2 separate regions of the Gasterosteus aculeatus genome follow, and region 1 is linked to region 2. Evidence: chromatin contacts called from public Hi-C data. All regions are on one chromosome and are shown on one strand. Each heading gives the region's core, a stretch centred on a gene start, on an enhancer-like site or on the middle of the called end of the contact. The rest is flanking DNA. Distances are from core to core; before and after follow the strand shown. Region 1 has its middle 11 kb from the start of LOC120835728. Region 2 has its middle 9.5 kb from the start of LOC120835432.

Region 1 (3,979 bases), core at 389-2,888, 37 kb after region 2:
CCTGTCTCCCGTTTTGCCCCTTGGCCTTTTGCTTTAACCTTTTTGACAATTAAAGTCCCTTTTGTTTTTGAACTCTGCGTCTGAGTCCTACCTCCCCCGCAATCCCTGACAGGCACTGCGCTTTATTGCAAACGGCATGTTTTTATATGCTGAACTTGTAAATAAAGGCAGTATTTTCTGTACTGTCAGAAGTGTGTGTTTGGCACTGAAGTCCTTGGCATACATCTTTATTACCTTCCCTGGCCACAGAAGAATGTGTTGCATCAAAGAGGATTTTCAGATATGCCTGTATAAATGGGTGATTTTGTTTTGATGTGCAGTACTGGAAAATGTATGAGAGGGCAGTTTCTGAAGGTGGAACAGTCAGTAGCTGTCCCACCTTGAATCCCTTCCATCACAGGCCTTCCTTGGTTTAAAACAAGGGGTGAAGCCTGCATGGTGCACACCCCTTGCTAGACAGATGAGCCTTCTTCTTAATTGCTAAAATCAGTTTAGATAAATTATGTGAGCAGGCATCTTGTAGGTAATTTCTACATACCATTTGCAAACTGTTAGGGCATTTACCAGCCTGCAAAATGTTTTTATATTTTATTTTATCTCTATCTGTTGCCAGGATCTTTTTTGTCCAGTCTTTACAGTTTGTTCTGTATGCATAATAATTGTAGAAAGACATTTAGAATTAGACAAAGCTAACTTCTCTTCTGATAAAGTCCTAAAATTACATTCACTTGAATAAGTTAGTATTTATAAACTTGGACCTACACAAGAACGGGCGAGTCCGGACTTAGAAGCATATTAAGAAAGGGCATAAGATTGAGGCTTTTCGCTGTTACATTACATTACATGTCATTTAGCAGACGCTTTTATCCAAAGAGACTTACATTACACTTTAAACCCATGGCTTTTTCACATTTTTGCCCGGGGAGCAATTAGGGGTTAGGTGTCTTGCTCAGGGACACCTCGACATGGAACATGGGGCAGCCTGGAATCGAAACACCAACTTTGTGCTTCCCAGCACACCTTCTCTAACCCCCTGCGCCACGACGACCCTGTTCAAAATCTTCTCTCTTTGCCTCCGCCTTCCAGTGTAACTGAGATGCCTTCCGTATGCTAGTGAGATGCTCTTACATTCAGGAGCGAGATGCTCTTACGCGTACTCACATCTCACTAGTAAATGTAAGAGCATCTCAGTAGTGTGCCAGTATTGAGAGCATTTTAATAGCGAACGTGTAATATTCGTGTGCGTGTACTGACATTTAATTGTCTAAGTACGACACATACCAGTGAGTTTCTTTTAGTCAGCGCTGTATGCGTCCATCTTTATTAGTGCATATTTACTTCTGCGCATAAAGGCGCACCTTGATGATCTCATCACAACATGACAGACATTTGAACCGGAAGTATCCAAGATACTACATCCCCCTTTCTTTGAAACAAGAGATGGCTATAGCTGCCAAACGGGTTAGGAACATTGCTCACCTAAACATTTAAGAATTGCATATAGGTTTCTATGTGCCAAATCTACATGAACATTGTATTACTGAAGAAAAATATGAAGACAATCATCAGTTATCAAGTATTAACAGTTTGATGCTAAACGGCACTTCAAGTATTTCAAACGTAAACATTTTTTTTTTAATTTCTCATGAACATATCCTTCAGTTCTTCTCCTGTTGGGTATCACAGGTCCAATATGTCTCCAGGCTTCACTATACGGCCTGATCTAGTGGTAGTGCAGTCTAGTGGTTGTTGTGAACCTGTGTGACCTGCAGGGTCCTGCTGTGCTGCTTGATGCTCTGTTTCTTCAGACTCCATCTGGTGGTTGTTTGTTGGAAGTACCTGGTCTGCGACACTTTCACACGTCTGCAGGAGGTGACGCCGATTACGCCTGAGCATGTGACCTCCATCAGTGTGAATGTTGTAGGACCTCCGGGTACCTGCGGGCTTGATGACTTGGGCAGGTTCCTATGTCCCTGTGGGAAGCTGAAACGGACCGTGGCTCCTTCTGGTAGTGCCGGAAGTGTCCTAGCATTCCTGTCGTAGTATTGTTTCTGTCTCTGTTGACACAGTTGCCTTCTGCTGAGAACTGCGCTGCGGCTGACAAGTTCAGGTTGCAGTTGTTTTCCTGCTCATTAGCAGCTGTGCTGGTGACTTCAGTCCATCAACTGGTGTGTTCCTGTATTCAAGTAAGCTGAGCTACGGATCTGTCTGCTGTGCGTGTGCTTTGTCCATGAGGGCTTTGACGGTCTGAACAGTCTTTTCAGCCAAACCGTTACTCAGTCCCAAGCGGGAGCAAAACCTCTGAACTCTTGTGAAATGTAACAAGGTCCGTTGTCACTGATTACTGTCTGGGGTATTCCAAATCTGGCGAACATGGATTTCAGCTTTTTGATGACAGTTGCGGATGTGAGGCTGCTGATTTTTTCTACCTCAAAGTACCTGCTATAGTAGTCTACGACAACTATGTAGTCACTACTGTGCCAGGTGAACAAATTTGTGGCTACTGTTTGCCAGGGTCGTTCCGGGATAGGATGCGAGAGCATTGGTTCCTTTGTGTTGGAGCTGCGTCGCTCGAGGCAGATGCTGCAAGATCCTACTAGTGCCTCTATCTGTTTGCACATCCCGGGCCAGAACAGTAAGTCTCTTGCTTGCTGCTTACACTTTTCCATCCCCAAGTGTCCTGTGTGTATACGTGAGAACATTTCAGCTCTGAGTGAGTGTGGTACAATGATCTTCTCACCTTTGAGGAGGATTCCGTTGTCTCTGATATCTCGTCCAGATGGTTCCAATACTCAGAGACGGCAAGCGGACACCTTCTGTTTGACTCAGGCCATCCTGCTCGGATAACTTGTCTCAACATTGACAGTTGCTCATCTTGTGCTGTGGCAGCTTTGATTTCTGCCATTTTCCGATCATTCACTGGTGCACTGCTGATCACTGTGCGGATTTGTAAATCCATGCCTTCACTCAAAGAGTTGTCAAGACACTCTATTGGCTTTCTGGACAGCGTGTCTGTGACAGGGATTTGCTTTCCAGGCTTCCAGGTGATGTCGTACCTTTGTAGTTGCAGTATCATGCGTTCTAAGCGCGGCGGTGCGGCTGCGAAGCGTTTCCGCATGATTGACTCCAGCGGTTTGTGGTCTGACTCGACGATCACCTGTCGTCCGTACAGATACTGATGAAAACGTCTGCATCCAAAGAGCACTGCGTAGAGCTCCTTCTCAATCTGAGCATAATTTTCCTCTGTCTCATTTAGTGTCTTTAATGCGAGTGCGACTAGTTTCTCTCCCTGAAGCAAAACTGCTCCTAAGCCACATTTTGATGCATCGACCTGTAGTCTCACCTCTTTGGCGTGGTCGAAATACGTGAGCACCGGGCCAGGCTCTTGTGTTATCAGGTCTTTTATCTGGTGGAATGCAGCATCCTGATTTGAGTCCCACATGAATTCACTGTTTTCTTTTAGCAGTTGTCTGAGCGGGGCAATTGTCTCTGAAAGTCTGGGTGCGAACTTGGAAAGGTTGGTGACCATGCCCAGTCTGGTTTCCAGCTCTGCTTTGCTGCGTGGGGGAGCCATTTCTTTAATTGCCTTGATCTTGTTAGGGTCAGGCTTAAGGCCTTCTCGTGTCAATTTATGTCCAAAATAGCTCACCTCAAAGACGCATATGATGCTTTTGTCTTTGTTGAGCTTTATTCCTCTCTCCGCAGGTTGGCATCGTGCTCATCTTTTGTGCGGCCATATACCAAAATGTCATCCACGATGGCTGCGACACCATGAAGCCCCTCGTAGGCCTCATCAACTCTCCTCGGGAACTCATCCTGTGCAGAAACAATTCCGAACAGGAGCCTCTTGAACCGGTATCTGCCGTAGATGGTGTTGAAGGTGGTCAGCATGGATGATTCCTGGCTGAGTTTTCTCGTCCAGTATCCAGATCTAGCGTCTAGTACTGTGCTCTGGCTAGTCTTGGTGTGACATCATCTA
Region 2 (4,102 bases), core at 932-3,431:
GTTTTACAATATGGGTAGATGAGATCAAATGTTCTGATTGGTTGAAAGTGAGTCACGAGGGCTATATTATTGAGCGATAATGAACAGTTGCTGTTGACCCGAGCGTTCCACATCACTGCACACTCAAAGTAACAGGTTAGCTTTTGCGCTACATTTTAGCTTTTAGCTCGGCGGTGATTGCCGAAAACCCCCAAAAATCCCACAAATGATCGGTTTTGCGCAATGCGAGCTTTCGCAACCGGACAATTAGGGTGGACGTCATGACCGATGTGAATGAATGAGATGGTGCGGGACCCAATGCTGTTTACGTGCATGTACGGGGACTATTTTTTCTCTAGACTACTGAAATGTGCTACACAAGGTTTGGTGGGTAATACTATTTTTTGCTGAGAGGCAGCTATTTACTTACTAATTATAATTTCGCTGGTAACCGTATCACAAAAGGAATAAGATACTTGAGGCAGTAATTTATCTTCAATAATGTAACTGCTTCGCGTCGGCCCTAAAGCTTTTGCATGTCACTTGCATGCCTTTTCACCCCTCCTTGCGTGCGTCGACCCATTTTTTGCGTCAAAAGCTAGGCAAGCCTCTCGCAGCCCGCAAGGCTGTGATTGGTCCGCTAACTACTTCCTTTCAGTCTCACATTTCCGGTTTCATAGCACAATGCCGCCATTAGTAAAACGAAGATTTTTTGCGAGAGAAAAAATCAGATTGAAGAATTTTTGTCAATGAAAGACAATGAAAAGCAGCAGTGGCGATGCAGGGGGCAAAAAAAGTCTGTGATAAATAAATAAATAAACGACTTCCATGACACTCTCTAGGTCATCTTCGGCAAAAAATATTACTCTACCTATTGTTCTGGCCAGTGCTGTAGTGGTAAAATTAGAGGTGGGTAAACTCTGAATTTTGTGATCATACAGACCTCGACGCGATGCGAAGCAACGCAACACAAAGCATCGCGACTCTGTAAGGCTGTCCTGGCTATATTGCATTATGTTATCAGTAAAAGTCATATACAATCAATGACAATGAATAAATGGGTTAGTAGTTTGTAGTTTATTAAATTTAAGAAAACAGTAAAGAAAAGTATGTCAACACAACACAACAAGACAATTGCATATTAAGAACTATCTACATACGGAGTCTACTTTTTACAGTAGTGCCCTGAGGGCCTCCTTGTCCTCCACGTCAGGTCCTGCCTTGCACAGAGGAGCCATGAACCCCAGAACGCGTGTTCTCCTCTGTGCTTCTCCTCTCTCTATTGGACCTGGTGTTTCTCCTCTCCATGTGCTCTCTGCATCATTGCCTGTCCTATCACTGCCTGAAAAAATATGTTGGATTTTAAGAGTTAACCTGTTATGCAGCCTGTCAATTAAACTGACAACATATGTTAAAGGAACACTCATGTACTACCTATGTCATCATAAATAGCCTATACAGCATGTTTTTTTCACATTGAGAACTGACTTGTTTTCTAATCTACACGTCATCAGGCGTTTTTCTTGTGCACGACCAGCGAACACAGAGCGCGCGACTACTACACCCCCCCCGTCGGTCGTTCCGCCCGCAACGACTACTACCACCCCCCCCGTCGGACCTTCTCGACCGGTCCGCGAAATATTGTCTGACATGAAACCGGTCCGTGAGGTAAGAAAGGTTGGGGACCACTGGGCTGATCCACAACGTGTGTTTACACCTCCTGGATCCTGATTGGTGTCGCTGCTGCAGCCGCAAGGCACTGATTGGATGCTCACAGACCGTAATACAGCGCAGATGGAAATGATTCAGACTACAGCGTTTATATGTTCAACAATAGGAAACGTAGTCTTAGCTGTTTTAAAATTACACCAAGTTTATTTCGGATTATTCCAACGGAAGAATACAAGGCGCAGGGAACTTTGAGGTGCGTAAACGCTATTTATAGGTGCGTAAACGCTATTTCCAAAATTCTAGAGGTGCGTAAACGGCGTTTACGTGCGTTTACCCTCCACTACAGCCCTGGTTCTGGCGATGAATTGCCTTGCAACACGCACAAGCCTTTTTGAACCATGAATTGAAACGAGTGCATCGACACGACTGTGCGTAATGACGCAGACGCAGAGGCATTCGCCAGCCTTAACCACGCCCCCGAACTGTTCCATTATTGGATGATAATGTACAGCCTCTCGTACCTTATTGCTTTAGTAGCACACACCCATATGCTGCTGCAGTCTGTTGGTTACAGTAGAAACAAACAAATAGCTGGATTCAGAATCTTTTTTTTCATTCATTCATTCATAAAATGCATTGATTGATTAAACACATTTCAATTCATTGCTAGTTGTCCATAATGCCTCGAGGAGATGCACCTTCAGCCTTCCCGTCTCTGCTGTCCAGCTGAAATAACGTGCACTGTTCTTGTTGCAGCAGGCTGAAATGTCAACGCTGAAGGACACTGTGTTGAAGAAAACTTTTCCAAATCTGGACTTATAAAAAAAAAAAAACTTTTAGAAGGAGAAAGTACAGAAGAAAGAAAAGGCTCTAATAAATATATATAGCATATGTACACATACATCCATAGCATTACCAGATCAATTAATGTTAGATATGGGTTGTACAAGACATTGAAAGTACCTTGGCTGCAGCACTGTGGCTGATAGATGAGCATCACATTCCTCAGTCTAAACCAGAGTGAATGGCTTCAAACAGGTTGCACTTTTACCTGTAATCTATTCAATACATCACTGTAAAGTATGCTAGAGTACAAAGTACACACCCAATGACTAAAGAACATAAAGGAAGTGGTTTTCTTACCTCTGCACCCAACTGCTTGTAGGCAAATTAAAGACTGTTAAGCCCTCAATAGAGGTAATCTTTGTTGAAACATTTTTTATTAATCTGCAAATTATCCACAAACTGCTCTTTTATTTATTCAGTATTATCATTAATTGTATATTTTCTATTCTTTATGGAGATTTATTTTAATAGTGCTGAGTATTTCCATTGTCTCAGCAGTCTAACATCTGAATTCAAGGACCTGGCCCACAACACATTAACACAATTTGCGTAAACAACGGGTGAGTTGTCAGTGCGGCAGTCTATGAGCTCAAAAGATCACAACCTTTGTCTCAATGAGACAGGTTGTCTGTTCAGATTTGCTTGTACCTAAACCATTAAAGAAAAGATGGTACGATGTTTTATGACTTTGTCATGTAAACTGTCAGATTTAATTGTCTCAATACACTAAAATGACACCCGCGGTAACATGTTTTATCATCTTGTCAATTCGTTTCTTGCAGGATTTGTCTGTACACGTCTTGATATCCACAGTAGAAAACTGACAAGTGTTTTAAACCATGAAGAAAAGATGTTATATTCTCAGGTAACAGATCCGGAATTCCTCTTAAGCATTTTCAGTTAGATGCCTGCTTGAGGTGTGTCTCTTTTCTTGTGTAACTTATTCTTGTGACCTTCATTTGTTTGGTTTATGCAAATTATGTTCAGTTAGTCACACACACTATGTTCAGTTAGTCATATATATATATATATATATATATATATATATATATATATATATATATAGTAGAAAACTGCATGGCAGTATTTAAGGTGTTTGGGTTTTTCCTGTTTTATCTTGTATTCTTTCTGCCACTCGTGTTCCTGGTTTAACTTCACTTCCCATCGTTTCATGTCCAATCACCTTCACCTCCCCAGTGTCCCTCGTCACTTCTGCGGTTACTCCTTCTTGATTCTTGACTTAGGGATTGCTCTGTCAAGTTTTAAATTGAAGTAGGACCCCAACGCATGACCAGGGATCAAAAGGGAAGAAGTGAAGTTAATCCAGGAACACGAGGGGCAGGAAGAAGAAAGAAAAACAAAACAAGAAAAACCAAGCCATCTTGACAAGTGTAGTGAATGTCAGGGTATTCTCGTGGATGCAGGGATGATGACGCTGATTAAAGATTAGCAGCAACAATGGATGTGCAGATGCTTACACAACAAAGAAGAAGCAGCTGCAGCAGCAGCAGAGGAAGAAGAGCTGGGCATTTTCAAAAGCTTGAATAGACTGCCAGGTTATAGCGGTGCATTGTAAAATGTCACACATTAATGCAGCAATCCGTCT

Evidence for each region. A called contact is a pair of places that touch in the nucleus more often than the background predicts.
Region 1: a contact with region 2 is called in a Hi-C map of skeletal muscle, with 1.9 times the contacts expected there. The contact joins two enhancer-like sites. A contact is called at or near these places in 3 of 6 Hi-C or Micro-C datasets (skeletal muscle, tail fin and whole body).

What each region holds. Positions count from the first base shown.
Region 1 is chr17:14,000,798-14,004,776 of fGasAcu3.hap1.1, forward strand. No RefSeq gene overlaps it. Among protein-coding and RNA genes, the nearest start is that of LOC120835728, 11 kb to the right of the region's middle. Within about 2 kb of position 1,639, at least 1 of the 9 cell types and tissues checked has open chromatin away from gene starts, as enhancers often do.
Region 2 is chr17:13,963,145-13,967,246 of fGasAcu3.hap1.1, forward strand. No RefSeq gene overlaps it. Among protein-coding and RNA genes, the nearest start is that of LOC120835432, 9.5 kb to the right of the region's middle. Within about 2 kb of position 2,182, at least 3 of the 9 cell types and tissues checked have open chromatin away from gene starts, as enhancers often do.